Linked DNA regions of Mus musculus: regions 1 and 2 are each linked to region 3. Evidence: chromatin contacts called from public promoter capture Hi-C data. All regions are on one chromosome and are shown on one strand. Each heading gives the region's core, a stretch centred on a gene start, on an enhancer-like site or on the middle of the called end of the contact. The rest is flanking DNA. Distances are from core to core; before and after follow the strand shown.

Region 1 (2,700 bases), core at 122-2,621, 2.3 Mb before region 3:
ACTTGACCTTTATTATAACCACAGAACTTACACTTAGTCTTATGTATATTTCAAGAAAAAGTAGGGTTTGGTGGCACATGCCTTTAATCCCAGCACTTGGAATGCAGAAACAAACAGATTTCTAGGAGTTGAGATTCGAACATACTAAGTCCTGTAGCTAGGGCTACACAGTGAGACCCTGAGAGGGAGAGGGAGGGAGGAGAGGGAGGGAAAGAGAAAAAAACGAGGGGGAGAATGGAGGGGAAGGGAGAGAGAAATTTAAGAGAGACACAGAGAGAACACATACACAGCAGAGAAAGAGGCCTCTGTGTGAGACTATAATTCTCTCAGTTTAATCAAGGACAAAGTATAAAATTTCCATGTATACCTACCAGTAATAGAATGGGCAAGAATGTAGCCAAGAAAATGTGACCACAGGATACGGGCAAGACTGTAGCCAAGAAAGTGTGACCACACTGCACCTAAGGAATGCTGGTTGCAGCCAAAATGTTTGGCTTTCCAATGGATGTCTCAAACCGGAAGTAGGCATGTTTGCCTCTAAAGTTACTGCAGTTTCATCTGTACACCTCTTGAGGACACGTGTCAGGAAGATACATCACAGCCTTGCTGGTTCCCAGCTGCTAGAAAGAAGCAGAAGACCCCAGCTCCCAAACACGCATCACTTCCTGCAGCTGGGAATCTCTCCTGCCCACTATCTAGTTCTGGCTTCCAATATTCCAAACGTCGGTGACGGTGACATTTTTTTTTCTGACAAAAACTGCTCTAACTCTAATTTGAAATGCCACTCGGCAAGTTTAGGGTTTAAGCATCTAAATACTGCCAGCGTTCTCCTTTCTCTCGTTTATGATTATAAAATACAATTTGAGGCACGTTGGCTCAGCAAGGTAGCTTGCAGACAAGTCTGAGGCCCTGAATGAGGGCGGGACTTACAGGGTAGAACTGAGTCCTGCAGGTCGTCCTATGACCTCAACACGCACGCTGTGACAGCCACCCCTCTTACAAAATAAACGTAATTTAAAAAAAAAAAAAAAAGTTTGTATTTCGGGGCGGTCCTAAATCTTTGGGAGGGGGGCACCTTATGCTGCAGTTTTTCAAAGGTAAGCGTCAAGTGTGGGTGTCTTTTAAACTAAGGATAGAGCATGATATCTGCGGGCACCGGTGCAGCTGCATAGCCCCCAATTCTGAGACTGGAGTCACACCTATAGCCCCACATCTGACACATTACACATGGACCTTCACGCGGACCCACAGCGACCAGAGGAGCTTCTCCCACCGCCCCACCCGGCGGCACCACCGACACAGCTTTCCCGCCCCTTCCACTGCTCACCAGCTCCAGGATACCCGCAAGTATCGCGGTATCTAGGCGCCTTTCCGGCTCTAAATGACTCCAGAGAAAGCGAGTGATCGCATGGCCTTCTGGGAGTCGTGGTCTATTTCTGTGGCTTCTGGGAGTTGTAGTCATTGGGGCTCCCTGTGCAAGGCTAAAGCCACATTAGGCAGGGGAGCCGCGACATTGAAAGGCTCACTTTGAGCAATCTTTTTCTTTTTTTCTTTTTTTTCTTTCTTTCTTTCTCTCTCTCTCCCTCTTTCTCTTTCTTTCCTTCTTTCTTTTTCTTTTTCTTTCCTTCCTTTTCTTTCTTTTTCTTTTCTTTCTCTCTTTCTTTCTTTCTTTCTTTCCTTTCTCTCTCTCTTTCAATAACTGGCATGTCTGAAACTTAGAACTCTGCCAGCTTCTGCCTCATAAGTGCTGGGATCAAAGGGGTGTGCTACCGTGCCCATTGCTACTTGAGAGGAATCTTGAGAGATGACCATCACAGAGGATCTAGACAACATTCTTAGAGAGCACATCTTTGGCAAAGCCTAGGCACATTCGAATCGTTGTAGTCATTACCCTGCAGCAATCAGAAATTTCAAGAACTTACATGTTCATTGAGCCCACTCAATCAGCTTCAAGAGACCCACCATGGGAGCTAAGGAAGGCCAGTCTTCTAGTCCTAACACTAAGGGCTATGGTGGTTTGAATATGCTTAGCCCAGGGAATTAGGAACAATTAGGAAGTATGGCCTTGTTGGAGTGGGTGTGGCCTTGTTGGAGGAAGTGTGTCACTGTGGGGGTGGGCAAATATATCTTCCTAGCCACCTGAGGCCAGTCTTCTCTTGACTGCCTTTGGAATAAGTTATAGAACTCTCAGCTTCTGTAGCACCATGACTGCTTGGATGCTGCCATACTTCCCGCCTTGACAATACTGGACTGAGCCTCTGAACTTGCAAGCCAGTCTCAGTTAAATGTTATCCTTTTATAACAGTTGCCTTGGTCGTGGTGTCTCTTCACAGCAATGGAAACCCTAAGTCACAGACACAGTCAGGCCATGCGCCTCACTCAGTGTTACAGGCCACTCCTATTTCCTAACTGGTAGTTGTGGCAACTACTTCATGGCCTACTCAGGGCTGCTTCAGAGGAAGGATCACAAAATACATGGTTTTTGGCATCACAGATCCACTCAACTCAATTCCACAACCCTGCTTCACATCCCACATCAAGGCTTCATTGAGACCCACATGGAGACAAGTAACACAGAGGGACATACAGGGTCAAATGATCCCTTTATTATATTCATCCAGTTACACAGATAGACACTGGCTCGGGCAGGTCAACTGCCAATGAGGGGATAGTTTGTGTCTCTCAGAAACAAGGGGCAGT
Region 2 (2,847 bases), core at 246-2,745, 2.2 Mb before region 3:
GTGGATACTGATCTTACTCCAACAAAATTGTCTCACTTATTTTGGAAATGAACTCGGCTTCATGTGTGTTAGGCAACATTCAACAACTGAGCTGTATTCCCCAGCTGAACAATAAACTGAGTTGTGTGTTTCTGGAAGTAAGCAATTCCAACAGCTGGGAATGGTAGTGTAAACCTGCAATTCCAGTACCTGGGAAACCAAAGCTCGGGGATTGTGAGTTTAAGGCCAGTCTGAGCTACATAGCGAGATTCTGCCTAAAAATAAAAGGAGTCCGGCAGATAGTTTGGGGTGGAATTCACAAGATAGCATAGGTTTTATCAAATCTGATTTTTTTTTTTTCCCAAAGCTCTGATCCCAAATGCTTCTTTTTCTCCTATGCAGCATTTTTTGTTCTTTTGTCCCTGGGTTTCGGCTGTACAATATTGACCTACCCTTTGACAATGTGTTAGCCATGGAACAGTCTCGCGATATTTGGCAGTTTCTACAAGGATCTGGAGCTTATTTCCAGCCAGACACAAGCACATCCCTTGGGGGCCAGAGTCAAGAGTCTTGACACAGCCTTGTACCCTGCCACATAGACTCAAGAGTGCACTTTCACCCTGCTTGCTGGTGTCCAATTTATTTTTGCTACTGCAGGACTTTCGTTCTTTTTTTTTTTTTTTTTTTTAAGACAAGGACTTATAGCCCAGGCTTGTCATGAACTCGGCCTCCACCTCCCTTGACCTGAGCTTACAGGTGTGCACCATCATTCCTAACTTCCCATTTTACCACCAAAAGAGGGAGGGAGAGAAGAGGAAAGAGAGAGAGGGAAAAGGAGAGGGAGGGAGGGAGGCCTTTTGCATGCCAGGCAAGAAGTCTATCTCTGGGCTATATAATTCCAGCCCCAAGGTTGTATTTAAGTGTGGAAATATGCCTAAAGAGAGCCAGCTGTGGTGTATGCCTTTAATCCCAGCACTTGGGAGGCAGAGGCAGGCAGATTTCTGAGTTCGAGGCCAGCCTGGTCTACAGAGTGAGTTCTAGGACAGCCAGGGGGCTACACAGAGAAAACCTGCCTCGGAAAAAAACAAAAAACAAACAAAAAAGAGCCAGCTGTTGCCAAGGTCTCGGACAGGCAAGAAACCAAAAACCGGTGGCATTTGTGTAGGATGCCGTGGGTAAATCCTGACCCTCCCAGGCCTGTTTTCTAGAGAAGAGCCCTGTAGCCCCTTCATATGAGCCCGACCCCTCCTGTATTGGTCTTAAAGGAGCCCCGGCTGCGGTGAAAGAGGCCTGCAACGCGACTTGGGTCGGCACAACCCGCTAGCCTACCATGTGTCATTTTACTTGACTACAGACTGAACTGACTTTCCTGCACATCCACAGGCTCAGACAGACTTCGGGTCTCAGAGTACCTGAAAGGCAAGACCTGGGCTGGCCAGTTCCTGACGGGTAGGGCGGAACCTTGATGCTCTCTCCGCAGCAGGCGGCCGGAAAGCGCCAAGGGAAACCCGCGCCTGCGCGCCGCCATCTTTCTAAAGGCGTGTTACGTCTTGTCATTCGTTCTTCCCCGCGCCGGTCTGGCCACTGGCGGAGCGGGGCGGGACCGGTCATGGCGACCGAGGAGTTCCGCGGGCATGCGGTGCGGATGTCCACCCAGGGGTCTCAGCCTGGCGCGGCTCCCGACAGCGTGGCAGGAACTGCGGGGCTGCCCTCCGGACAGAGCGGCGGCGCGGGCCTCCGGCTCGGGGAACGCCCGCCCCCCGCCATGGAGAAGCGGGGACCCTACTTGGTGACACGCGCACCTTCCATTCAGGCTAAGCTGAGTGAGTGCAGTGGGCTGCATAAGGGTCTCTGCCCGAGCGGGTTGCTGTGGCCTGGGGTTGGTCTCTAGAGCCCCGTGATCTTGTCCCCAGAGTGGAGGGGGTTTAGGTGCAGCCCTCTCCTGTCCCCGACAGTCCGAAAAGCAGCAGAATGGGGAAGACCTGGCTGACATAAGACCCTTTGACTTCCAGAGAAGCACCGGGACCATGCCAAGGCCGTTCTGCGGAGAAAGGGCATGCTGGGTGCCTTGACGAACCGACCCGATTCTTCAGGGAAAAGGTCTCACTGGGCTTTTTACTTCCTCTGTCAGCAGCGTTCAAAGGCCCTATCCCTTCCTGTTTGGGAATCAGGGCACTGTTTAAGGTTGAGCTAGCTAGCTTATTTGCTGGTATCTTAAGAATGGGAACTAGGAGGGATGGGGCTGGGTGGGAGAGTGAGAACTGGAACTACCTCTACTCTTTATTAAAAGACTGTGCAAAATAGAAAAGTCATAAAATAGACTTTGTAAAAGGGGAGTTGCATCAGTGCACAGATAGGATAGCATTAAAGGATGAGATGGTTGCTGGAGTCCCGGGAGTGAAGATGGAGAGCCCGTGCAGTATTTTTGGAGTTTTTTTTGTTTGTTTTTTAAAGGCAGAATGGTACCCTCTTAGAGCTGAATAAGACCTCACACAGCTGTTTATAGCTGAAACTCAAATGTGACTTGCCTGGGATCCCCAGGCTAAGGTGGAAAGATGCAGCTTTTTACCTGGTTCCTGAAATGGGGAGGTGGGCCTTTCCTAGGAGCTTTCAGTGCAGTAGAGTGGGCCAGAAAAGAATCCGAGAAGCCGGAGCCAACTGCATAGAACAGCAGTTCGTGGTGACTGTGACCGGGTAGAAGGAAAGTCTGGAATAGTCCACTCAGTTCTTTCTGCATAGGGATCAGGGCTCTGGCCTTCCCTGTGAAATGCCTCTGCTTTCTTCCCCGCCCCATCTCAGGTCAGTGAAGTTTAACAAGGGCTACACTGCTCTTAGCCAGAGTCCAGATGAAAACCTGGTGTCCCTCGA
Region 3 (2,801 bases), core at 241-2,740:
CCTACATGCCCTCCCCGCCTCCCACGCACACGGAACCGTCCTGACTGGAAAGGCAGGAGTGGCTTCCCTTCTCTCAGTTCCCAGAGCAGTCATTTAATTCTTTCAGTCTTCTGCTAAAGCTTCTCATCTTATCTTCAATTCTTTCTCGTCAAAGGATTCCTGCTTTTAAGGTTTGGAAATCAACTCCCTCAGCTTCTTGTCTATTCACACCACTCATCGCTCCTGTGTAGCTTGCTGGACTCTACCCTTAACATTAGTCATCTAGTGAGCTATAGTTTGTTGGAGGGGTATTAGTTTTACTTAAAAAAAGAAAAAAAAAAAAGCATCCTAGGTGATTCTAATGGACGGACAAGCTCGTGTTCTCCTGCTGTTTTTCTCTTCTCTACCCCTCCTCACCCTTAGTCATTCACTTTCAGGTTCCATGGCTCACCCTTCACTCACCCATCACGCCCCGACCTCCCCAAGTCAGGACTGACCCAGAGCCCAGAATCTAGTGCTTGTTCTACTCACTGAGCTAAACTTCACTTTATTCTTTGAGGCAAGGTTTCACTATGTATCCCCTGCTAGCCTGAAACTCGGCGTGTACTACCATATCTGCTTTTTTTTTTTTTTTTTTTTTTTTTTTTAAAATTGGCTCAGACTGGCTTCCCACTTGGAGATCTAGCTGCCTTATTCTTTCAGGAGCTAACAGGCCAGCCATCCCAGGCAATCAGCCATCTTCAAAAACAGCCTTTGCACCTGCATCTGATTATTTCTTGCACTTGTTATAGTTAAGTTTCCCCCGCCTTGTGATCAAGATTGGCCTTAAATTCACTCGCCACATAGTCTAGTTGTTTCAAATGGAAGTCTACCTGCGCGGTTTTTACTAGGTATATGCCAATCCTCTTGCTTTTTACTCTTAGGTTGTTTGTCACATGCCTTTGTACTAGCCTTTCTCTACTCCCATTTTCTTTCTGGCCAGTTTCGGTCCACCAAGGTTTTAACACGAGTTCTCCACAGGCCTGAAAGTCATTTGGGAAAAGTCCTCTTCTGCAATCAAGGACCCCCCCCCCCCCACTCCCCCGTTTGTGTTCAGCTCATCCCGTGTTATTTTACTGTGTTACCATTGCGGATTCTTTGTTTCCTACATCACAGCACTTCAAAAGAGCGGATATTTTTTCATTTTCTTCTAATATTCTGGATTTTACAGCATAGAAACAACTCAGTGAAAAGTCTGTGGAATGAATGGAAAGAAATACTTGGCCACGGGGGCGGGAACAAGTGGGGGGAGGGGCGTGCGTGTGTGGAAAAGGGGCGGCGCTGAGAATCCAGCTGCAGAATGAGGAAGGGGCTCGGACACACTAGAGTCTGCGTGGAGCGCAAAGCGATCCACTGCTTCCAAAAACTGAGACAAACCTAAGTAGGGAGGAGGCGTCTTACCTATTCCTCAGGCCTCACCAACCCAACCAGCCTTCAGGGAGCTCTGTACTGGCCGGAAAGTGAGACTTAAGGTCGTAATCCCAGAGTTTGCCTTTCCAACCTTACGACGTTTTTATGTAGTAATCGAGAATCTAACACGGAGGTCTCAGCCCTGCCGTAAAGTGAAGAAGGAATGGGGAGGCGGGGCCATTCGGAGGGTGGAAAATAGGCGTGTCCGCGCAAGCGCAGGCAGCCCGCTCCAGCAGCGTCACGTGCGGAGGCGGGGCCGGGCGGGGCTGTCCGGGGCTTGGCAGCAGGGGGCGTGGGAGGTAAGTGCGCGCGCGCCTGCTCGGCTGCTGCTGGAGAGCCGCGCGGGGCGGGGCCGCGTGAGCGGGGTCGGGGGCGCGCAGGCCTGAGAGGACTGGGGACGCAGAGGCAGTTGGCGGTGGCCGTCGGAAAGTCCTGGCAGGACGGGGAGGGACTGCGGCGGAGATACCGGTCCCCGGGCAAAAGCAGGGACCGCGGTTTAGCTTCCAACGCGTGCTCTCTGGGCGGGGTGCGGCGGGGGATGTGCCTGCCCAGTCCGGGCGGAGTCTCTCTGACAGGGCGGGGGATGCGCGGCCGCCGCTCTCTCGGACCCTGAGGCGACTGGGCCCACCCTCGCGGAACCCTCCTACCCCCCGGCGGCCTCGGCCTCTGCTTTCTCCTTCTGACCCTGGAAACCGAGCTGGGGAAGCGGCTACCGCCGAAGAGGAAGGGGCTGTGGTGGCCACCGCGGCGCAGCCAGAGGTAAGACCCGCCCCAGCACCCAGCGGCCCTGCCGCCTGGCCTGGCCCGGCCCACGTCTCCCGCTCGGCTCTTTGGCTCCCGGAGGGCTGCCCCGCCCCGCCCCGGCGGAGACGCCCCGCCAGCAGCTCTGCCCCTAAAGCCTAGCAATCGCCGGAGTACCGCCGGGATTCCACCCCCAGACTCGACTCTCCCGTACCTTTCATTGACCAGACACCATTCTGTCCACCAGTAGCCGCGGCGCTTCTGTCACTGGCCCCCTTCCACCTCCTGCTAGAACCTCTTTAGACCCTCTTTAGGACTCTGACTGGAACCTCTAGACACCGTTATGTCGGAGCGGATCCTTGTCTGGGAACCAAGGCCACTACTGCTTCCTAATGCATTGCTACGTCCCAGATCTTTGGGTATCCTACGAGTCATCGCTACCCGAGCTTTCATAGGGACCCTCACGCAGCTTACTTCCAGTCAGGTTTGCTAGGTTTTCCCCCTACCCATACGAGCTTTCAGATAGCCCAATGTCATGATGCTCTTACCTAGTAGGTCTCCGGTTAGCCCTTCAAATCACCATCAGAGTGCTGGATCGCCCCCTCACACCCCCCCCCCCCCCGCCCTGGTGT

The links. Promoter capture Hi-C pulls out the DNA fragments that hold promoters and counts their contacts.
Region 1: a contact with region 3 is called in a promoter capture Hi-C map of erythroid cells, with 16 times the contacts expected there. The contact joins the promoter of Ppcdc here to the promoter of Senp8 in region 3. A contact is called at or near these places in 2 of 39 promoter capture datasets (erythroid cells and liver).
Region 2: a contact with region 3 is called in a promoter capture Hi-C map of erythroid cells, with 27 times the contacts expected there. The contact joins the promoter of Fam219b here to the promoter of Senp8 in region 3. A contact is called at or near these places in 2 of 39 promoter capture datasets (erythroid cells and liver).

The regions. Positions count from the first base shown.
Region 1 is chr9:57,438,743-57,441,442 of GRCm38.p6, forward strand. Ppcdc (phosphopantothenoylcysteine decarboxylase) reads right to left here and starts at 1,372. Exons shown (of 7, transcript NM_176831.5): 1 at 1,328-1,372. It overlaps Scamp5 (secretory carrier membrane protein 5), which reads right to left. Exons shown (of 7, transcript NM_020270.3): 7 at 2,585-2,700.
Region 2 is chr9:57,536,033-57,538,879 of GRCm38.p6, forward strand. It overlaps Fam219b (family with sequence similarity 219, member B), which reads left to right and starts at 1,496. Exons shown (of 5, transcript NM_001166364.1): 1 at 1,496-1,802; 2 at 1,992-2,079; 3 at 2,779-2,847. The coding sequence starts at 1,589.
Region 3 is chr9:59,749,159-59,751,959 of GRCm38.p6, forward strand. Senp8 (SUMO/sentrin specific peptidase 8) reads right to left here and starts at 1,491. Exons shown (of 2, transcript NM_027838.3): 1 at 1,420-1,491. Myo9a (myosin IXa) reads left to right here and starts at 2,016. Exons shown (of 44, transcript NM_173018.2): 1 at 2,016-2,187.